Regions from separate parts of the Mus musculus genome. Here region 2 is linked to region 1. Evidence: chromatin contacts called from public HiChIP or PLAC-seq data. All regions are on one chromosome and are shown on one strand. The core of a region is the stretch at or near the end of the contact, and the rest is flanking DNA. Distances in the headings are between cores, read along the strand shown. Region 1 has its middle 14 kb from the start of Gm31992. Region 2 has its middle 57 kb from the start of Gm32234.

Region 1 (3,484 bases), core at 100-2,599:
ACAAAAGCAGGGAGCTTTATGTTTTTTGTTTTTTGGTTTTTCAAGACAGGGTTTCTCTGTATAGCCCTGGCTGTCCTAGAACTCACTTTGTAGGCCAGGCTGGCCTCCAACTCAGAAATCCTCCCGAGTGCTGGGATTAAAGGTGTGTGCCACCACGCCCGGCAGCAGGGAGCTTTAAAGAGCATTTCTTTTTTTAAGGAGAATTAGGAAGCTGCAGATTTATACTCTGGGTGTGGTAGACATAGACCTATAATTCCAGAGGCAGGTGGATCTCTATGAATTTGAGACTAGCCTATATGGCAAGTTCCAGGCAAGCCAGGGGCTACAGGATGAGACCCTATCTCAAAACAGAAGAGGAGGAGAGAAAGAAGGAAAGAAAGAAAGGGAAGGGAAGGGGAAAGGGAAGAAAGAAAGGATGGTATTTTAAATATACTTGGCCCAGGGAGTGGCACTGTTAGGAGGTATGGCCTTATTGAACTAGGTGTGGCCTTGTTGGAGGAAGTATGACTCTGAGACCCTCCTAGCTGCCTGAAAACAGTCTGCTCCTAGCTTCCTTTGGATGAAGACGTAGAACCCTCAGCTACTCCAGCACCATGCCTGCCTGGATGCTGCCTTGCTCCCTACCTTGATGATAATGGATGAACAGAACTTGTAAGCCAGCCCCAATTAAATGTTGTCCTTTATAAGAGTTCTTAGTCATGGTGTCTGCTCACAGCAATGGAAACCCTAATTAAGGCAGAAAGAAAAAAAGAAAAAAAGAAAGAAAGGAAGGAAGGAAGGAAGGAAGGAAGGAAGAAAGAAAGAAAGAAAGAAAGAAAGAAAGAAAGAAAGAAAGAAAGAAAGAGAAAGAAAGAAAAAGAGAAGAAAAAGGCCAGTGTGATTGAGCAGTAGAAGGAGAAGGAGACAGACAGGCTGGGAACAGATTATGGAAAGTCTTTCCTACCACACAAGAAGTGTGGCCACTATGTGAATGCAATCTCACTGGGAGTGGAGAGATGGCTCCTGCTCTTCTGCAGCTAGCTGTTCGATCAAACTTTGTATGTTGATAGATAGGATAAAAGCTGGGACGCTGAAGGGTGAGGGGAAGTTGGCAGAAGGCTGGAGGAGAGAGCTGGCAGAGCAGACAGAGGGAGAGAGGGCCGGAGGGTGGGGAAGGAGTCAGGGTGGACAGCACAATCCCGGGTGGGACTGCTAGGTGGGTGGTAGCACTATTAACAGAGACAGGGAGTCCAAAGCGAGCAGAGCAGTGGGTTTGGCAGGGAAACCTCACGTTCACTTCAGACTGTTTGATGTCCCTGGGTGCTTGCCAGCAGATACCAGCAAGGCAGTTTCTGTTTGTTTACTCAGTGCTTGGGGATAGGATCCAGGGCTCACCCACACTCAGCAAGGCTCCTGCCTCCTAGCTATACCCACTGACAGAGACTACAGAGAGGGAGGTAGAGGCCAACTAAGGACATTTGGCACAGGTAGGGACACACCTGCAGGTGAAAAAACAAAACAGTTACCAAAAGATGTGTGTGTGTGTGTGTGTGTGTGTGTGTGTGTGTGTGATTGTGAGTTGCCAACCTAAAAGAACTGAGAAGAATGGGTGAGTCAAAAATTGGACATAGGTGAGATGGAAAAAATCTTTAAGGAGCCATAGCTACCCAAGAACAACCAATTCTCCCGTGAATTACAAACACTGTGGTGAAGGTGAACCAGTGCGGCACAAATTCTTTTCTAGTACAGAGACCTTGGCTTCTGGTAGCCTTCTTCTAGACAGTTTGCTTGCCGTGATCCAGTAAAGAAGGTAATATATTGCTTTAAGAGTTTGTTTTCTAAGCCGGGCATGTGTCTTTAATCCCCACACTCAGGAGGCAGAAGCAGAAGCTGGTGGATCTCTGTGAGTTCGAGGCCAGCGTGGTCTGCAGAGAGTTCCGGGACTGCCAGAACTATGTGGAGCAAACCCTGTCTCGAAAAATAAACAAGCAAGCAAACAAACAAACAAGCAAACAAAGAGTTCATTTTCTGGGGACTAGGGAAATGGCTCAGCAATAAGAGCACTGGCATTCGCATTGGCGGCTCAAAAAACATCTTCATTTAAGTCCAATTCCAAGAGAGTCTGTCGCCCTCTTTCTGGCCACTATGAGCACTGCACACATATGATGAACAGACATCTGAGTGTATAAAACTTAAACACACAAAAATATTTTAAAAACAAAGCAAAGTTCATTTTTGTAAGTGGGTGGTGGTGGTACATACCTTTAATCTCAGCTCTTGGGAGGTAAAGGCAGACAGATCTCTGTGAGTGAGTTTGTGTCCAACTTACTCACACTGTCCTTGAACTCATAGCCAAAGGCACCCTTCAAACTTGTAATTTCAGTTTCCCTTAAGTAGCTGGGATTACACACCTGCACTACCAGGCCCAGCTCATAGTTGTTTTCGAAAACATAACTTATTAGAGCAGGATACAACATAGTAGAAAATAAATAATAAATAAAAATGAAAAAATATAATGAAAAGTGTGAGTGGACACACCCCTGTGGCTGCAAACACCCTGGAGGCTGAAATGGAGCTGTTTGAGCCCAGGAGTTCAAGATCAGTCACACAACATAGCAAGACTCTGTTTCAAAAAAAGAAAGAAAGAAAAGAAAAAGAAAACCTGTATCCTCGTCCCTGGCCCTAACTCTCAATCATATCACTTGGTTTTCAAGTCTGCTGGCATTGTGTGTTCTAACAGAGATTGTCAGTGTACCTATAAGTACTCATTTACAAAGAAATACTCTAGGTGATGTGCACCTTTCTTTTTTTTAAGATTTATTTATTATATGTAAGTACACTATTGCTGTTTTCAGACATACCAGAAGAGGGCACCAGATCTTGTGATCTCATTTCGGGTGGTTGTGGGCCACCATGTGGTTGCTGGGATTTGAACTCAGGATCTTCAGAAGAGCAGTCAGTGCTCTTAACCGCTGAGCCATCTCTCCGGCCCGTGATGCGCACCTTTAATCCCAGTACCCAAGATGTCTGTGAGATCAGCCTGGTGGATCAGCAAGCTCCACTCTAGCCATTGTGAGACCCTGACTCAAAAACAAAAGCAATTTAATCCCCAAGCAAAGAAATGCTGTTCTTTTTCTTCCTCTGTTGGTAGGAAACAGAACTGCCTGCACCTTTGTTCACGTTGTTAACTTTGAGGTTTTCTTGTGGTTTTACTAGAGTTCAAACAAGACTCCAGTTCATTTCAGCTCCATCCCTGGCAGACCAACGGGAAGCAACTGCATCAGCTTCTCCATCTTCTGTGTCTGCGATGACCAGGATGCAAAGGTACCTGCAGCAGCGAACCTTGAACCTCTTTATCCTCCACCCGAGGAGCCATCTGCCCCACCCCCTTATGTTATCATTTTATCTCATCTTTGAAGCTTGAGGATCATTGTCTTAGAAGAAAAAGAGTCAGTCCTGTGAGGTCAGCTACATGGGAGGAAAGGAAGTTTTAAAGAAAGTAAGG
Region 2 (3,467 bases), core at 824-3,323, 330 kb after region 1:
ACTCTGTACCTTCTTTCTCTCTCTCTTTAGAAAACAAACAGGAAAATAAAATAAAGAAACAGAATGTATTATTCCTGGTTCTTTATAGTACAGAACTTATAGAATGAATCTCTATCTTTAGATAGGTAGATATCTGACTATAAATACATAGGAAGAGCTAGAGAATATATGTATATATGTATTTTATGTATATGGCTTATTAGAAAAACTTACAGGCTGTGGTCCAGCTAAGCCAACAATGGCTACCAGTGAACAGAAGGTCCAAGGATCCACTAGTTGTTTGGTCCACAGTGCTGGATGTCTTCAGAATACACTGGAATCTTCGAGAAGTAAGCTCTAATGCCCGTGAAGGACTGGACTTGCTACTTAGGTGAGAGTAAGCAGGCAAACTGCAAAGCTTCCTTCTTCCACGTCCTAATATAGGCTTCCTACAGAAAGTGTGACCCAGACTAGAGGTTGGTTTCCCCAGCTTAAAATATCCAGATTAAAGGTATGTTTCCTAACTCAAGGTCCAGATTAGAAGTGGATCTTCACACTTCAAATTAAGCAAAAATTCCTCATAGGTGTGCCCTTCTATTTTTGGGTTTTAGTTAACTCCAGATATAGTCAAGTTGACAACCAAGAATAGTCATTATACAGAAAGAAAAAAAAAACCAACCAAACAACAAAAAACCCGAAGTGAATTGTCAAACAAAAATCACAGAAATGGCAAAGAAAAAGGAACACTTCACACATACTAAAACTACAAAATCAGAAACCATAACATACAAGACTTTATTTATTTATTTATTTATTTATTTATTTATTTATTTATTTATTTATGTTGTTTTTGTTTGTTGTTGTTGTTTTGAGACAGAGTTTCTCTGTGTAGCCCTGGCTGTCCTGGAACTCACTTTGTAGACTAGGCTGGCCTCGAACTCAGAAATCCACCTGCCTCTGCCTCCCAAGTGCTGGCATTAAAGGCATGTGCCACCAACACCCGACAAGACATTGTTTTTAATTCTTAGAACAATTACAAAGTAACCTAGAACTCTTATTTAGGTATGAGAAAGAGGAGGCCAAGAGAGATGTCATAATGTTGCTAGAGGTGGACTCAGGACCACTCTTCAAGTGGTATAGGTCACAGGTGTAGTGTCACCTGGGGAGAGAGTCTCCGTGAGGGATTATCTAGATCAGACTGGGTTGTAGGCAATCTTTGGGATTCGAGGTGTAAAGCATGCCCACTGTGGGTGGCGCGGATCCTGCCCTGTATAGGCCGGAGAAAGCAGGCTGAGCACAGCTGTTCAGGTACCCTTTCACTCCTCCTGCTTCTCAACTAGATAAATGTGGCCCCCTGTCTCAAGCTGCTGTCACTGGGACCTCCCCATGATGGTGAGCTATAACCTAGGCCTGAGCTAAAGCAAACCCTTTATGTCATACATTGTTTCTCTCAGAGTATCTGGTTGCAGCAATAGTGGTGAAACTGTTCATGTAACCAAGCCCCGGGTTGGGTAGGCCAGAATGCCTATCTCAGGGGAAAATGTGACTCTCACCAAGCCTGTCTGTGTCTATTTCATGAGGCGAAGCAGCTTGGGGTATCTTGTGGTTATGGGAACAGGACAGGATTAAGTAATCAAAACACCAAAAGAAAAGTCTGGAATTTCAGATTCTGCACAAACAAAAGCAAAGGTGACCTCAGAGGATGCCTCACTTTGGTTTTCTGAAGGAACTCCTTTGCTGTGGCCTATTGAAGGTGGGGGAGGGGGAGGGCTCTGGAAAGCAGCCCGATGCCATCTCCTTGTAAGGCTGGATATTGACATGGACAACAAGCACCCCCAAAAGCTCCTGCACTGATTCTCCTTGTACTCATCATTATTTTATGACCCCTATTTCCCCCTCTAATTTGGGCATACACCTTTGGCACCGCTTGGCTTCCTGGAGATGTCATTTGCAAAGCGGCCAGGTCGAAGTGACAGAGTTGCTCTTATCTGCAAACTCCTCTCTTAACCATAATTCGGACAAGTCGCACCTCCCACAGGTGAGTCACAAACTCAATGTTTGGTGAGTTAACACAAGCAACAAAGCTCTGTTTGTAGACCCTTCGGGATCAGAACAATCTGGGGTGTGTTTTCTGTTTGGTACAGGAAATGAGGTGTGCATGACTCCAGTTTATGGAATTTGGCAGCCTTCCACCAATACCTCTGATTTTGTTACATGTATTTGAACAGCAGGAAAGTCTTTTAGAAGACTGAAACCAGTCCTTTGAATGGGGAAAGGTGAGACAAGTCATGGGAATTGTGCCGAGAGCAGGCATTCTGTTTGAACCAGTTGGGAGCAGAAGACTCATGGCAGGCAGCAGGCGACTAGAAACCAGCTCCAAGATGTCCAAGTCTCGGGTCTGTTCTCGAGGCTTTATTCCCATAGCACCCACAGCAGTAGGAGATGATGACAATTCTTGACAAAGTGATTTAGGGCTGGGCTTGCCATTTGTTGGCAAGATGAAAGTACAGGATTATATTTTGGTGCTTCATGAGAGGGCAGCAGTGCCTGTCTGGATCAGAGACATTGCGGAAGAAACACACATTCAAAAGGAAAGACCACTCTTCTGGGCATCCTAGTTTGAAGTCCTCATGAGTCAGGGAGGTGTCACCACAAGGTGGGACCCAAGGAGGTTTCCATGGAAACAACAAAAGCAAAAGAGAAACTGGGAAAGTTCTGATTTAGGGAGCAGAGGGGTGGGGTAACACTTAATGAAACAGTATTAAAGAGAGCAAGCAGTTCCCTGAAGAAGGAACTCTAGAAGGGGGGGGGGGCAATTGTGTGCATTTTGGCAAAGGAGTTGTGAAGGTTGAGTATCCAGGAGCTAAGCTCTTGAGGAAATCCAGTGACAAGAGGTGAGGATCAAAACCAATTTACAGAGATTTTCTTTATCAGACTTCAAAGATGAGATTTCACGCAACTGGGCTGTCCTTGAGTTTATTATATAATCAAGATCGACCTCAAATCCGCAACGTTTGCAATAACTCCGGTGCCGGGATAATAGGCATGTACCACTAGACCTGGCTATTTAGCAATAATTGATTGCTTAATACCAAGGATTGGACCCAGGCCTAGCATGTGGCAGATAAATGCTGTAACAGAGCTACAGCACAGGTGTCCTTTCATGGTTTATTTGATGTAGGTCTAATTGAGTTGTCTGCTAACAAAGTGTATAGGCTGGAATGGTAGCACAGGCTTGCAATTCAGTGCTTGGGAGACTGAAGCAGGAAGATCTTGACTTCAAGGCCTGACTGGCTACATAGTAACGTCCTTTCCTCTTCTCCCCATACCTAAATCTGACTGAGTCATCCATCTCAGAACAGTTACAGTGGAAACATTTTTGCCATTAAAAAAGCAAGCAGGAAAACAATGCAGATATGGAAAGATTATATTCTCTTCTGAACTCCTCTATGCTTGATACATTATCATAATGAATTTTCTTTAAGTCG

Evidence for each region. HiChIP or PLAC-seq counts read pairs in DNA pulled down with a chosen protein or histone mark.
Region 2: a contact with region 1 is called in a FOXA1 HiChIP or PLAC-seq map of pancreatic cancer cells. The contact joins two enhancer-like sites. A contact is called at or near these places in 2 of 484 Hi-C or Micro-C datasets (Sertoli cells and embryonic stem cells) and 4 of 115 datasets of contacts at active chromatin or transcription factors (bone marrow-derived macrophages, double positive thymocytes, memory CD8 T cells and 1 more).

Annotation. Positions count from the first base shown.
Region 1 is chr10:40,176,487-40,179,970 of GRCm38.p6, forward strand. No RefSeq gene overlaps it. Among named protein-coding and RNA genes, the nearest start is that of Gm31992, 14 kb to the left of the region's middle. Within about 2 kb of position 1,350, at least 38 of the 459 cell types and tissues checked have an H3K27ac peak or open chromatin away from gene starts, as enhancers often do. A contact at or near this core is called in pancreatic cancer cells, where this site is marked.
Region 2 is chr10:40,509,323-40,512,789 of GRCm38.p6, forward strand. No RefSeq gene overlaps it. Among named protein-coding and RNA genes, the nearest start is that of Gm32234, 57 kb to the left of the region's middle. Within about 2 kb of position 2,074, at least 62 of the 459 cell types and tissues checked have an H3K27ac peak or open chromatin away from gene starts, as enhancers often do. A contact at or near this core is called in pancreatic cancer cells, where this site is marked.